Regions from separate parts of the Sus scrofa genome. Here regions 1 and 2 are each linked to region 3. The links are chromatin contacts, called in public Hi-C maps. All regions are on one chromosome and are shown on one strand. The core of a region is the stretch at or near the end of the contact, and the rest is flanking DNA. Distances in the headings are between cores, read along the strand shown.

Region 1 (3,675 bases), core at 34-2,533, 580 kb before region 3:
GACATTTGGCATTTGAAATGAGAATTTTATGAATTATCAAAACTTTTATCTGATGAGTTTATGGAAACTCACCTAAGGAGATAATTCTTTTTTTAAAAAATAACTCTACTTGATAGGATTAAAAAACTTTTTTTAAAATTATAACTGAGTTACAGTGTTCTGTCAACTTCTGCTGTACCACACAGAGACCCAGTTATGTGTACATATATATATACACACATTCTTTTTCTCACATTATTGTCCATCATGTTTCATCACAAGTGATTAGGTATATAGTTCCCTGTGCTCTGCAAAGGATCCCACTGCCCATCCACTCCAAATGCAACAGTTTTCATCTACTAAAAGACTTGGACATTTTAGATTAAAGTATTTAAAGGGCAGCTTTGGATACAGGGACATTAGTTTATGAAACCCAAACGAGGCTTAATTCTGTGCTGTTTGGAACCAGTATCATCTAATGGGCAGTTTTCAGTTTCAAGTCTGGTTCAAGACTGACTATGCAGCTTTGAGTTTAGGTCAGTGTCACCTGGAATGCATCTTCTATCTATTTTGCATGACCTTCTTTTTTGTCTGAGAGCCCTCCACTGTAGCATCCTACCTAAAATATTTCCCCCCAAAGTGCACCATTCTTTGTTTCACTTAATAACTACCTGTATTTGAAAGGAAAAACATTTAAGTGTTGACAGCAGTTCTCTGAGAGTCTAAAGTACCTGGCATACATCTTGGCAGAGTTTTTATTAAAGAGAAAGAGCAAAGGAACAAAGAAGAAATCTAAAGAAGGAGCTAGACTTTTAGTTGAAACTGAGAAGGTAACCTCTCCCCCTCTTGCCCTCATAAACATTAAGTATATATATTTTATAGTGATATTTTTAGCTCATTCTGATATATATTGATTTGCTTCCTGTGAGTCATTATCCGTTTCTTCTATGTTAAAAAAACATATTAAATATCAATGTGGTGATATAAATATATATGTGTGGGTGGATGGGAGAGTGAAGGGAATTTTCTTTTGAATTCCGAGAAGGGAAATAGCTTTCTCCTCAGTTCCCACATCATCCATCAACTCATCACATCTTCAATCTGCTCCATTTTCTCCCTCAAAACAAAACTGAACAATCACTTCTAACTTTACTTGAGAAAAAGAGGTTTCAGAAAGTTCTGGAGATGGCCTGTTTTTTGGGGGGACTGTTGATTTTTTTTGTAGCCCCGATTCTGAAGAGATGTCCAGTTGCTATTTCCATTTTGGGCAGTAGAGGGCAGACGTCTCCAGTCCTGCCCACCCAAGATTGGCCCCGGCAACATTATGTTTATGCAAACAGCCTTTGACATAATAGCTTTGAAACAGCTGAAAATTGAATTGTGCCTTGAGGCCAAACATCTAGACCACCACCTTTGTTATATTCATCTGCCACAGTAAATTGGGTTCACCATTGGCTCCGGGAGCCGGTTTTTCCTAGATTCCAGCCCCACAATAACTCCGCGTAGGAGAAAGACAAATGTGACTTCTTTACACAAAACATTGGCAGAGTTTCATTTCACAGACTCTTATCTGAGAGACTGGAGATTGCAGTGTGGATTTCTCTGGCCATCTGAAGAAAAGAAAAGAAAAGGAAAACTGGAAACCTAAACCGAATCCATCTAATTCTGGAATCTCTGTGTTGTTTCCATAGCTTTTTAGCTTCTCCACTTAATCTAATTAGGACTTCGCCTCCCGAAATAAATACCTAATAAAGAATGAACCTATTAAAAGACTAAATTTACTACACACCCGTTTGTGCAAACCCTCTGCGTGTTTCCTTGAAGCGGTAATGCTGTTGAAACTGAACGTTGTTTGACTGGATAATGGTCTCCCGCTGTAAGACGGATTATAGAAAATAAACGTCGAGGGGGGGAAAGCCAGTTGCTTTATTGAATTCCATCGATGATAATGCCATCACCTGAAATAGCTGCCTGAAAAGAGTGTAAATGGGAGGAAAGCAGCAGCATCCAGAGCCAATTTGCAACTGGGGAACAGTTCATTTTCCTGGAAGTAATTTTATTCTGTTTGGGGTTCACTGCCCTGGTTTGGGGGTTTGACATGAAGTAGATTTTTTTTTTAAAAGAAATCTATTTGTGGGCATCAAGAATGCTTTTCATAGGAGAGAATATAAGCATGGCTTAATTGACTGATTCATTCATTTATCAATAAAGATTTAATGAGGACCTCTTGTGTGCTGGCACTATTTGGGAGCTGCTATGATAATGAGCAAAACAGATGTGTCATTGCTCTCGTGAAACTTGCAGTCTAGTGGAGGATGTAGAATCCATTCATTAGCAAATATTTATTAAACACCTACTTTCCTTCAAGGCCATAATCACAAAATAACTACAAAGTTGCAACCCCCATGAGCAATGTGAAGGCAAAGTAGCGAGGATAGGGTATATGCCATTCCTTTGAAGAACAATTTTAAGGCAAATCATGTAGTATCTAAAAGATTTCCCAGGTTAGTGTGGAGAGTTTGTTAACACACTTGCCAGTTTGCTTAATGGATTCAAATCCATTCACCAAACTTTTCTGGGACTCAGTTTCTTTTTCATGAAGAAGTCTATAGTAATTCCTGTCTGATTTGCCTCATAGGATGGATGTTGAGTAGAATGAGAGAATATGCCTAAATGTGCTTTGTAGTTGATGAAAATAACAGGGATTGTTATTATGGGCTGGTGCTTTCCTAGGGTTTACCCACATGGCTCTTAGAGAATTCTTGGATAGGCAAGAGGAATGTAGGTTGATCAACAGTGAGCAATTCAAACAGTTTATGGCTAAGTGATAAAGGATATGGCATAGACAGGATAGTATTTTGGGTGAGGTCAGAGGAAAGCTAACCTTTGAAGAATCCTGTGTTTCTGGCTTGTGGGATGCTGGTATATACTGGCAGTTGGAACATACTGCATGGGGGAGGGGGTTGTCCTAGTGGATGCAGCTCCAGTGCTGGCTGGTGCCAGAGTCCTCTGTAGACCAGTCTGTTAGGTTGACATCTGACATTATTTTAGAAGGTACTTCGGTGGTCTTTTGCCAGGCCCTCCTCTGTTCGTTGGGGCACACCTTCTTCTTGCTCAGTACCTTCTTATGTCTCACCGTATTCTCTCTACCACTCCTCCTGCATTCAAGCCTTCCCTGCTCCCCCAGGACCATGCTTTCCAAAGGTGTGGCCAGTTGTTAGTTTATCAGCGCTGAGACACTGATGGGAGAGCATGGGAACATTCATGTTTTATCCCACTTTCCTGAAATGACAGTGCTTAAAACGAGAGCTTCTTAAACTTGTGTAATGTAGGGACCCCTTTTAAAGGAGGAAAACTCTCAACTCCAGTGGGGCGGGGGGGAACCCTATTTGGAAAATACTGGCTTAGTAAACTTTCAATTGCAAATTGTCGCTGCTGAAGAGAAGTTTTGGTCTTAGAGTTGCTAGACTTTTTTTTTTTTTCTTTTAAAATTATCACTGAAATGAAAACATATAATTGAAAAATGATTTAGAAACCCTTAGGCCCTTGAGAAAATGGGCCTTTCATTGCCCATTAAATTAAGCACTGCAGGGACCCCCCTGCGGGGTCTCAGTGCCCCATTCACTTTCCCCATTTTTTCATTATGTGTCTTCAGACAGCCAAGTGGCCTTTCTTTGATGATTAATGATGCTTGGT
Region 2 (3,947 bases), core at 1,112-3,611, 770 kb before region 3:
CTCTGAATAATTCATAACCACATTGGTGCTGCAGAGAAAAAAAATGCACGCACATACGCACAAAGATTAGCATCAAAACTGAGAAACACATGAAAACTTAATAATGACACTACTGGGTGTCCTAATGAGATACCTCTACAGGGTGGGAAAGAAAACATCTTTTGTGCACAAGCTACTCCAAGGACACTATATAACACATTTAAGTTATCTTTAAGAAGATTTTACTATTCCATTAGCCTTTTAAGAATACAGATGAGAGATTACATTAGAGCTGGCATAAATCCAGTAGAAAATGGCTTTAGGTCAAATTAAAAAGGAAATTGAACATGATAGAGTCTATTATAAACCTAAGTTGTCAGTGTGCTGACCAGACTTGGTTTACATGCAGTCTTAGCCTTCTTGCTTATAGAAATTCTGTAAATTAATGTGCAAAATTATATAAAAACTGAACATTATTTATACTATATTTTTAAAAAGCAATGAAAAAAATTAAAGATAACATTCTAAAGATGTTTAGAACCACTATGAACATTTTACTGCAATCCTTGTTTTTCACTTATGGTATCATTCAAATTTTCATGTCACTATAGAGTCACTGTAACTCTCACTTTTAATGGCTACATAACAGCCCAGCAGACCTTCCATTTAAGACTTCAGCAGTGGTCAAGAACATGGCTTCTAGGTATCAGAAAGACGTGACTTCTATTACTTCGTGATCTTTGGCAAAACTGTTTTAATTCCCTCAATCTCAATTTCCTCAAACATAAAATGGGAATAAGGAAGAATACTACTACCTCAAGGGTAACCTTATCAAATAAATGGTACACAAAGGTACAGTGGACATAGGAGGTGCTCAATAAATGTTAACTATTATTACTAGAGATGGTATCACCTATTAGAGTCTAGAAATATTAAATAATATTTTTATAAGAAAGAGCTGACTTTGAAAAGAACACCTTGCATTTAAGACGTGAGATGGCAAAATGTCTGGTTATTAAAAATGAAATTCTGGAGTTCCCGTCGTGGCGCAGTGGTTAACGAATCCGACTAGGAACCCTGAGGTTGCGGGTTCGGTCCCTGCCCTTGCTCAGTGGGTTAACGATCCGGCGTTGCCATGAGCTGTGGTGTAGGTTGCAGACGTGGCTCGGATCCTGCGTTGCTGTGGCTCTGGTGTAGGCCGGTGGCTACAGCTCTGATTCAACCCCTAGCCTGGGAACCTCCATATGCCGCGGGAGCGGCCCAAGAAATAGCAAAAAGACAAAAAAATAAATAAATAAATAAATAAAAATAAAAATAAAAATGAAATTCTCATGCTTACATGGATTTAAGAATTCAAAGACATTCTGAGGAATAAATACTGTGAAAATGTAAAACTGTAGTAGTATTAACTTAACATCTAAAGCTCCGATTACTGAGGAATTGTTATATCAGATGCCTGTGAATATGGTAATTCAAATCACTGACTTTAAGTTTTAGAAAAAGTGAAAAAATAAAAATTTGGTAACTTAAGTTACACATACCTCACTTTTATTGTACGGTTTTTCAGTCATCACAAAGTTCAATTTTTTAAATGAGGAAAGCTTGGTTATAATTGGCACTCAAATTTCTCAAATATAATTTTCACATTTATTTCAAATACTTCAATTAATAAACAGTATTCAAATTTTAAAGGAACCATTATGCATATAAATGACATGCTAAATCACAGAATAAATGTGGCTTCTAGATTTACATTCAGAACACTGTTCTACTAAAATAGAAAAGCAAAATCCTATTACTTTCTTTCAAATCTCAGAGAAAAGCTGTCTCCTAACTGGTTTGATAACAAAAATACAAATTATTTCTATGGCCTCCTTCAAAATTTAAGACTATTAATGGATTTTTATATAAAACCCAGTTATAATTCTATCACAAAATTTTTTATGTATAAATGTAAAGAAATAATTTTTTTTTCTAATTTTGCCAACAATGGAACCAAAATAAAATAAAGGCAGCCAATGACCTATGTGCATGCAACTTAAGATGCCACAAAGTAATGGATTTCAAAATGCTTTGTTTATCCTACTGGCTGAAGAATGCGTGACTTGGGCAGTTAGAAGTGTCAAAATGCAGCTGTGGGAATGAACAATAGCAATTAGGACTAAAATTCATCCAAGCATTGCATGGCCAAGAATGCACTTGCAATCTGTTTTCATTGTTTAATTTGTTGGAGAACAAGATGAAAAGAGTTAATCTCTAGTCCACGTACATGAAATATTTTTACTAGAGCCTTCATAAATGCTGTAGCGTTTAGAACACTACTTTCCTTGTTCAAGCTACAAAAGCCCATGGGTCAAATGAGAAAGGTCCTGTTTCCCTAACCCTTCACAAGATTCTTAACTGAAGGCCTGTGTGTTTGAGTGCTGTGTGTTTAAGAGGGTGAGGTGGCAGAGAGCCAATAATTTAAGAATTTCCTTATTTCCTCCGTTGAAAAACAATGGGAACTATGTAAAATGACACCTTGCCATTAGCACACCATCATAATATAAAGTATATCCATGGTAAAATATGGCAACAAAATAACAAAAAGTAACAAAGTTAGAACACTTCCATGAAGAGTATCAGGCTCTATTTTAAATGAAATGGTTGCTTTCCAGAAACTGCAGTGTTCTTAAGATGAGGTCTGATGGCATAAAGAATTCCAAAACAAAGTATTTTTAAGCTGCACTTAATTCAGAAGCAAATGTAAACTAAAACAAAACAACACTGTATAGTTTGGCCTTATTCCAGATCATTTAAAAATAACTATTTCTAAAAAGGTAGAAATGGCATTTTTGACCCTTCCTTTCCCATGTTTTCTGTTGCCCTCAATCCACACCCTACCCATAATTCCAGTGACCTTTTAAAGAAAGGAAAATAACTCCCTCCTTCTCCCCAAAAAAAGAAAGTTAAGAAAAAAATTATGTCCAGATGTGAAAGGAAAAAAAATCTAGTTTAATTCCTAAAACTTCCTATGATTGTTTTAAGAATGGATAATTCAGACACTAGAGGGGGATCTCTCACCAGTTTTTTTAAAACACACACAAAATTCAGACAAATGTCAAGGATCTGTTCTACCAACAAAATTATAGGAAATTACCAGGGAATGACCGGAGTAAAGTATGTAAGAAGCTGCTCACGTTCTGAAGGTTTTCACCTTAAAGCAATATTAAACCACTGCCTTTATAAGGATAAAATCCACAACTACAATCAATCCACAGTGCTTTTATACATACACTTTTACACTTGCCCTCAAAACACTCCAGCAATAGTAAGTAGGGCAGGACTAAGAGTCCCCAAAGAGAATACTTAACTCTGAACAAGCCAGCACTACTCACTCACTGGATTTTTAATGCCAACTACTACAAGTTACCATCCTCAAGTCCTGTACACATGCTTCTATGGCTATATGAACACAGCCGATATTCAGTTAAGTCAAGGATTGATTATTCAATTTGTAAATAATTACTGTTCATTTTGGTCTTCCACTTTATTCCCCATTTTCTGCTTATTTTGCTGCTCACTGCTGATAAAATATCAAGTTAATTTATTTGATAATGGTTTGGGTCCATGTTGTAGAGGCAAACTTGGTTGAAAGTAAGAGCTAAAATAAAGCTTTTACTCACAAGATGGTCAATGCTGCTTCCAATCTGCATTAAGAATAATCAGTAAAATGAATAAGAAAAAACTTTACTAGTCCTTATGCTATTTTTTCTTGCTAGAAGTTCAAGAATATGCTTTGCTAAAATAAATACCCCCCGAAAAAGACAAAGGATACACATAATCCAGTCCTAACTGTGAATAAAAGAATATGAAAAATGAAACAGATTTATTAGCAAGAAGTCTTTTTCCTAGCCTTAAAATTTTACTTCTTAAAAAAAAAGTCAAATAGGTCTGTATTTTTCATATGGTTTCTACTTTTTGTTTAA
Region 3 (3,391 bases), core at 37-2,536:
ACCTACACACTCAGCCTTTCTGTTCTTGATGCACCACATCCACTGCCAAAGCTCAGATCTTCACGCCCGCCCTCATTCCCTCTGCTTAAGGTACCCACCCACCTCATCCTTCACATCTCAGCTTAGGCATCACTTTGTCTGGACACCTTCCCCACCCTTCAGGTTAAATCAGGTCTCACTGTAATATACTTTCAGAGCATCCTAGGTTTTTTCTTCATTGCCGTTATTGGTTTGTTGGTTTGTACTTGTGTGGTTACTTAATGCCTGCTTGCATCACTCATCTGTAAGTTTCACAAGGGCAGGACCAGTGTCGCTGTGCTTGCTGTAGAATCCACTATGCCTCACCTGGTGCTGGATACACAGTAAAACCCTCAAGGTTTACGTGAATGAATGAATGTTTCCAGGAACTAGGCCTTAAGGAAAGTAGAAACCAGCAGGGGTGTGGCTGACTATTTGATTCTGTGAAGTACTATGACATGACCGTCTCATACTAAACATTCTAGACTAACTTTGAATATAGATTTAGCTTGTCTGAGATTGAGAGTTTCCTGAGGGCAGAGGCTTCTTGTGCATTTTTTTAATCTTCTGTATTTCATACAGAATTCCAAAAATATATATTGAATGACCGAATGAATCAACATAGATTTCTTTATAAGAAAAGGATGGTAGCTTCTCTACGTATTATCACAATCTTTCATTACCTCAGATTAGGCTCTAGACCTGAGCAAAATGCCCAACGCAAATGATCACGATGATGGTTGTAGAACAGCCTATCAGCTCTGGCTGTCAAGTTTCTGTTGATCTACGGCCTCTTTTCTGAATTTGCAAGGCATTGTTCCAAGCTACAAGCATCATTAACCTTATCATGTTCAGTAACTACAAAAGTAGGGAAAGCATTGAACATGGAGTATTGTACAGGAGTATGTACCTCTTGGGTGTTTGTGGAATGTTTGACTCTGGATAAATTTGGTTTTATCCAAGAGGAAAAGTGTCTTATCCACATGTGATTTAAAACTATAGATCATAGAAGGGTCTGTGTTCACACAGGCCGCCTCATCAATGAGCCAGGGCCTGTAATTAATTGACCAGAAGGCTCAGTGGGATTAATTAGCAGCTGTATGCGAAGAGCTTGATTCAGACTTGCAGCACGGAGGATGGCTTTCCAGAGTGGCCAGGTCCTGGATTCACAATTGGGTCATTTCAGGAGGATCTAATTGCTTGCCTAGGGAGATCCTTTGGAGCTCTTGGCTTCTCCTTGGGCCATTATGGGCACTGCGTGCCTACCTGCTGCCAGCAGAGGGCAGCAAAATGCTGTGTGTGTTCGATTTGCATCCCAGATGAGCAAATCCCCAAGGATCCACTAAGAGGGAAAGTGGGTGTCCCAGGATTACTCTCCCTGCCTTTCTCTGGGTGTCACCAGTGGTCTGAGTAATTGTAAACACAGACTTTTTACATTATGTGGGACAGGGGCTCATCCGAAATAGAGAAATGAATACACAACTAGGAGCTGCCATCACAGACAGGAAGTAACTTTAATTAAATATTGTGAAAGTTGAAAAGTTTTTACAGCTTGAATTTTTGCAAAAAAAAAAAATTATAACAATCTCTACAGTAGTTAGGTTCTCTAACAATTGAACTGTACAGTGTGTGTCTATTCCAAAAGTTTGATAAGAAGGTGAAAGGTTAGACTTAGAGATGACTTTGTTAAGCTGCATCCTTGTACAATGTGAGGCCAGGGCATGTTATGCAATCCAGTCATCCAGAAGCTGTATTTTTCCCCCAAAACCAAAATCTTAGTTGAATTCTCTATTTTCGTCTTAAAGCCATATTCTGTATTTAGGGGAACATATTTACTTGTAAAAGTTTTGTGTAGAAGAAAGAGGGTCCGAGGGTCAGAACGTCTTTTCATCTAATCAATATAAATAGAGGCAACAAAACACAAATGATACACATTTTAAAGGCTCTTTGGACTTTCAAGATAAGTTCTAACCACTACGCATGGCTGACTATGGGTGGCGTCTGTTGTCAGGGTCTGAGCCGGATACCTCACCGGCTGACCGGTCCTTCACAAACAGTTAAGGGGCTCACCAGACAAAATATGGCTTTAAATTGTACACATCTTCAGGCCAGCGCTTACCACACGAATTCAGACAACCTTTCTGAGTACCGAGAAGCAATGCGTCCACCTTGCTTACATTTTCCAGTTTTATTATTATTCATCATTATTATTATTTCTCACCAAGAAAAATCAGCTTTCCTCCCCTCCCTTCCCTCCCGCAAACCCCTCCCCCCACCCGCCCCAACCCATAAAAATCCACTCTGACAGTCTAGTGAAAACCATTGCAAAATCCATAGGGGGGCATGCACAGTTGCAGCATTGTTGTAAATTTCTTGCTCTACTAGAAAAGTTACATTGTCTTAAGGTAACAAAACAGTTCTTTTGTGCTTTTCGATTTCTTTTTTTTTCTTTTTTTTTTTTTTCTTTTTTCTTAGAATGTGAGTGATGACTGACAGTTCTGGTGCACAGTTACAATGTACAAGTGAAATGAATATGATTTGCATTGTTAAGGCATCCAATCTGCTGGTTTATATTTATGTGAAAGACAGAGGAAATATACAAGCAGACTTAGGAAAGAAAGTATGTTCACTGATTTCTATGAAGTTTCTCCTCGGAATTTAATGCACAAAATGCGTCACTCCAAAGGGAGAGGTTCCATGCATATTAATAGAGTAAAACAGCATTAGGGTTGTTTTTTTTTGTTTGTTTTTTGTTTTTTTTCTGTAAGCTTCCAAAGCAAAGGATACATTTTTTTTAAATCTACGGAACTAAATGCTACAAGAATAATATGCTACTATTTTTTTGCCATATATTGGAAAAAACTTCTTAACTTACAAATAATACAAAAATAGACAATGGCTTTTGGATGAAAATTAAAAAATGAAGCATGGTTTAAAACAATACTAAAAATAACTATAAATGAAATGTTTAAAAATCACATTGAAACAGCTAATACAACTATAGGTGACCAAACCAATACGCACTTTTCACATAGCAAACATACACAATAAAATAAATTGGGAGTCGGAGGAAAAGAAGGAAGGGGAAAGCAATGTACAAATTCCAAAGATAAATACATTATTTATATGGATATCTTACAAAATCCCCTTTAAAACAAAAAGCCTTTTAATTAACTTTGCAAGTATGTGCAAGCTAAAGGTAGTGAGCTTTTTTTTCTTTGCAAAATATGCAGTAAAATCTTTTTTGTGTGTGATATTGAAAAACTGTCTTAAGACATTAAAATGTATAAATAGAACCACAACTTTGGCAAAAAATCACAAAAAATCTACAGTATTTATAACTACATACAAAAACACAACAGCAAAGAAAAAA

The links. A called contact is a pair of places that touch in the nucleus more often than the background predicts.
Region 1: a contact with region 3 is called in a Hi-C map of subcutaneous adipose tissue, with 2.3 times the contacts expected there. The contact joins two enhancer-like sites. A contact is called at or near these places in 3 of 47 Hi-C or Micro-C datasets (fetal heart ventricle, retroperitoneal adipose tissue and subcutaneous adipose tissue) and 1 of 2 datasets of contacts at active chromatin or transcription factors (skeletal muscle).
Region 2: a contact with region 3 is called in a Hi-C map of subcutaneous adipose tissue, with 2.7 times the contacts expected there. The contact joins two enhancer-like sites. A contact is called at or near these places in 6 of 47 Hi-C or Micro-C datasets (embryonic fibroblasts, fetal skeletal muscle, fibroblasts and 2 more) and 1 of 2 datasets of contacts at active chromatin or transcription factors (skeletal muscle).

The regions. Positions count from the first base shown.
Region 1 is chr16:65,332,154-65,335,828 of Sscrofa11.1, reverse strand. All of the region lies in intron 3 of LOC110257284 (a long non-coding RNA gene), which reads left to right. Among named protein-coding and RNA genes, the nearest start is that of CLINT1, 160 kb to the left of the region's middle. Within about 2 kb of position 1,283, at least 12 of the 83 cell types and tissues checked have an H3K27ac peak or open chromatin away from gene starts, as enhancers often do. A contact at or near this core is called in subcutaneous adipose tissue, where this site is marked.
Region 2 is chr16:65,523,440-65,527,386 of Sscrofa11.1, reverse strand. CLINT1 (clathrin interactor 1) reads right to left here. Exons shown (of 12, transcript XM_021076894.1): 2 at 1-28. Among named protein-coding and RNA genes, the nearest start is that of CLINT1, 28 kb to the right of the region's middle. Within about 2 kb of position 2,361, at least 22 of the 83 cell types and tissues checked have an H3K27ac peak or open chromatin away from gene starts, as enhancers often do. A contact at or near this core is called in subcutaneous adipose tissue, where this site is marked.
Region 3 is chr16:64,751,311-64,754,701 of Sscrofa11.1, reverse strand. EBF1 (transcription factor COE1) reads right to left here. Exons shown (of 17, transcript XM_005672579.3): 17 at 1,514-3,391. The region is part of intron 4 of LOC106506547 (a long non-coding RNA gene); the gene reads left to right. Among named protein-coding and RNA genes, the nearest start is that of EBF1, 390 kb to the right of the region's middle. Within about 2 kb of position 1,286, at least 6 of the 83 cell types and tissues checked have an H3K27ac peak or open chromatin away from gene starts, as enhancers often do. A contact at or near this core is called in subcutaneous adipose tissue, where this site is marked.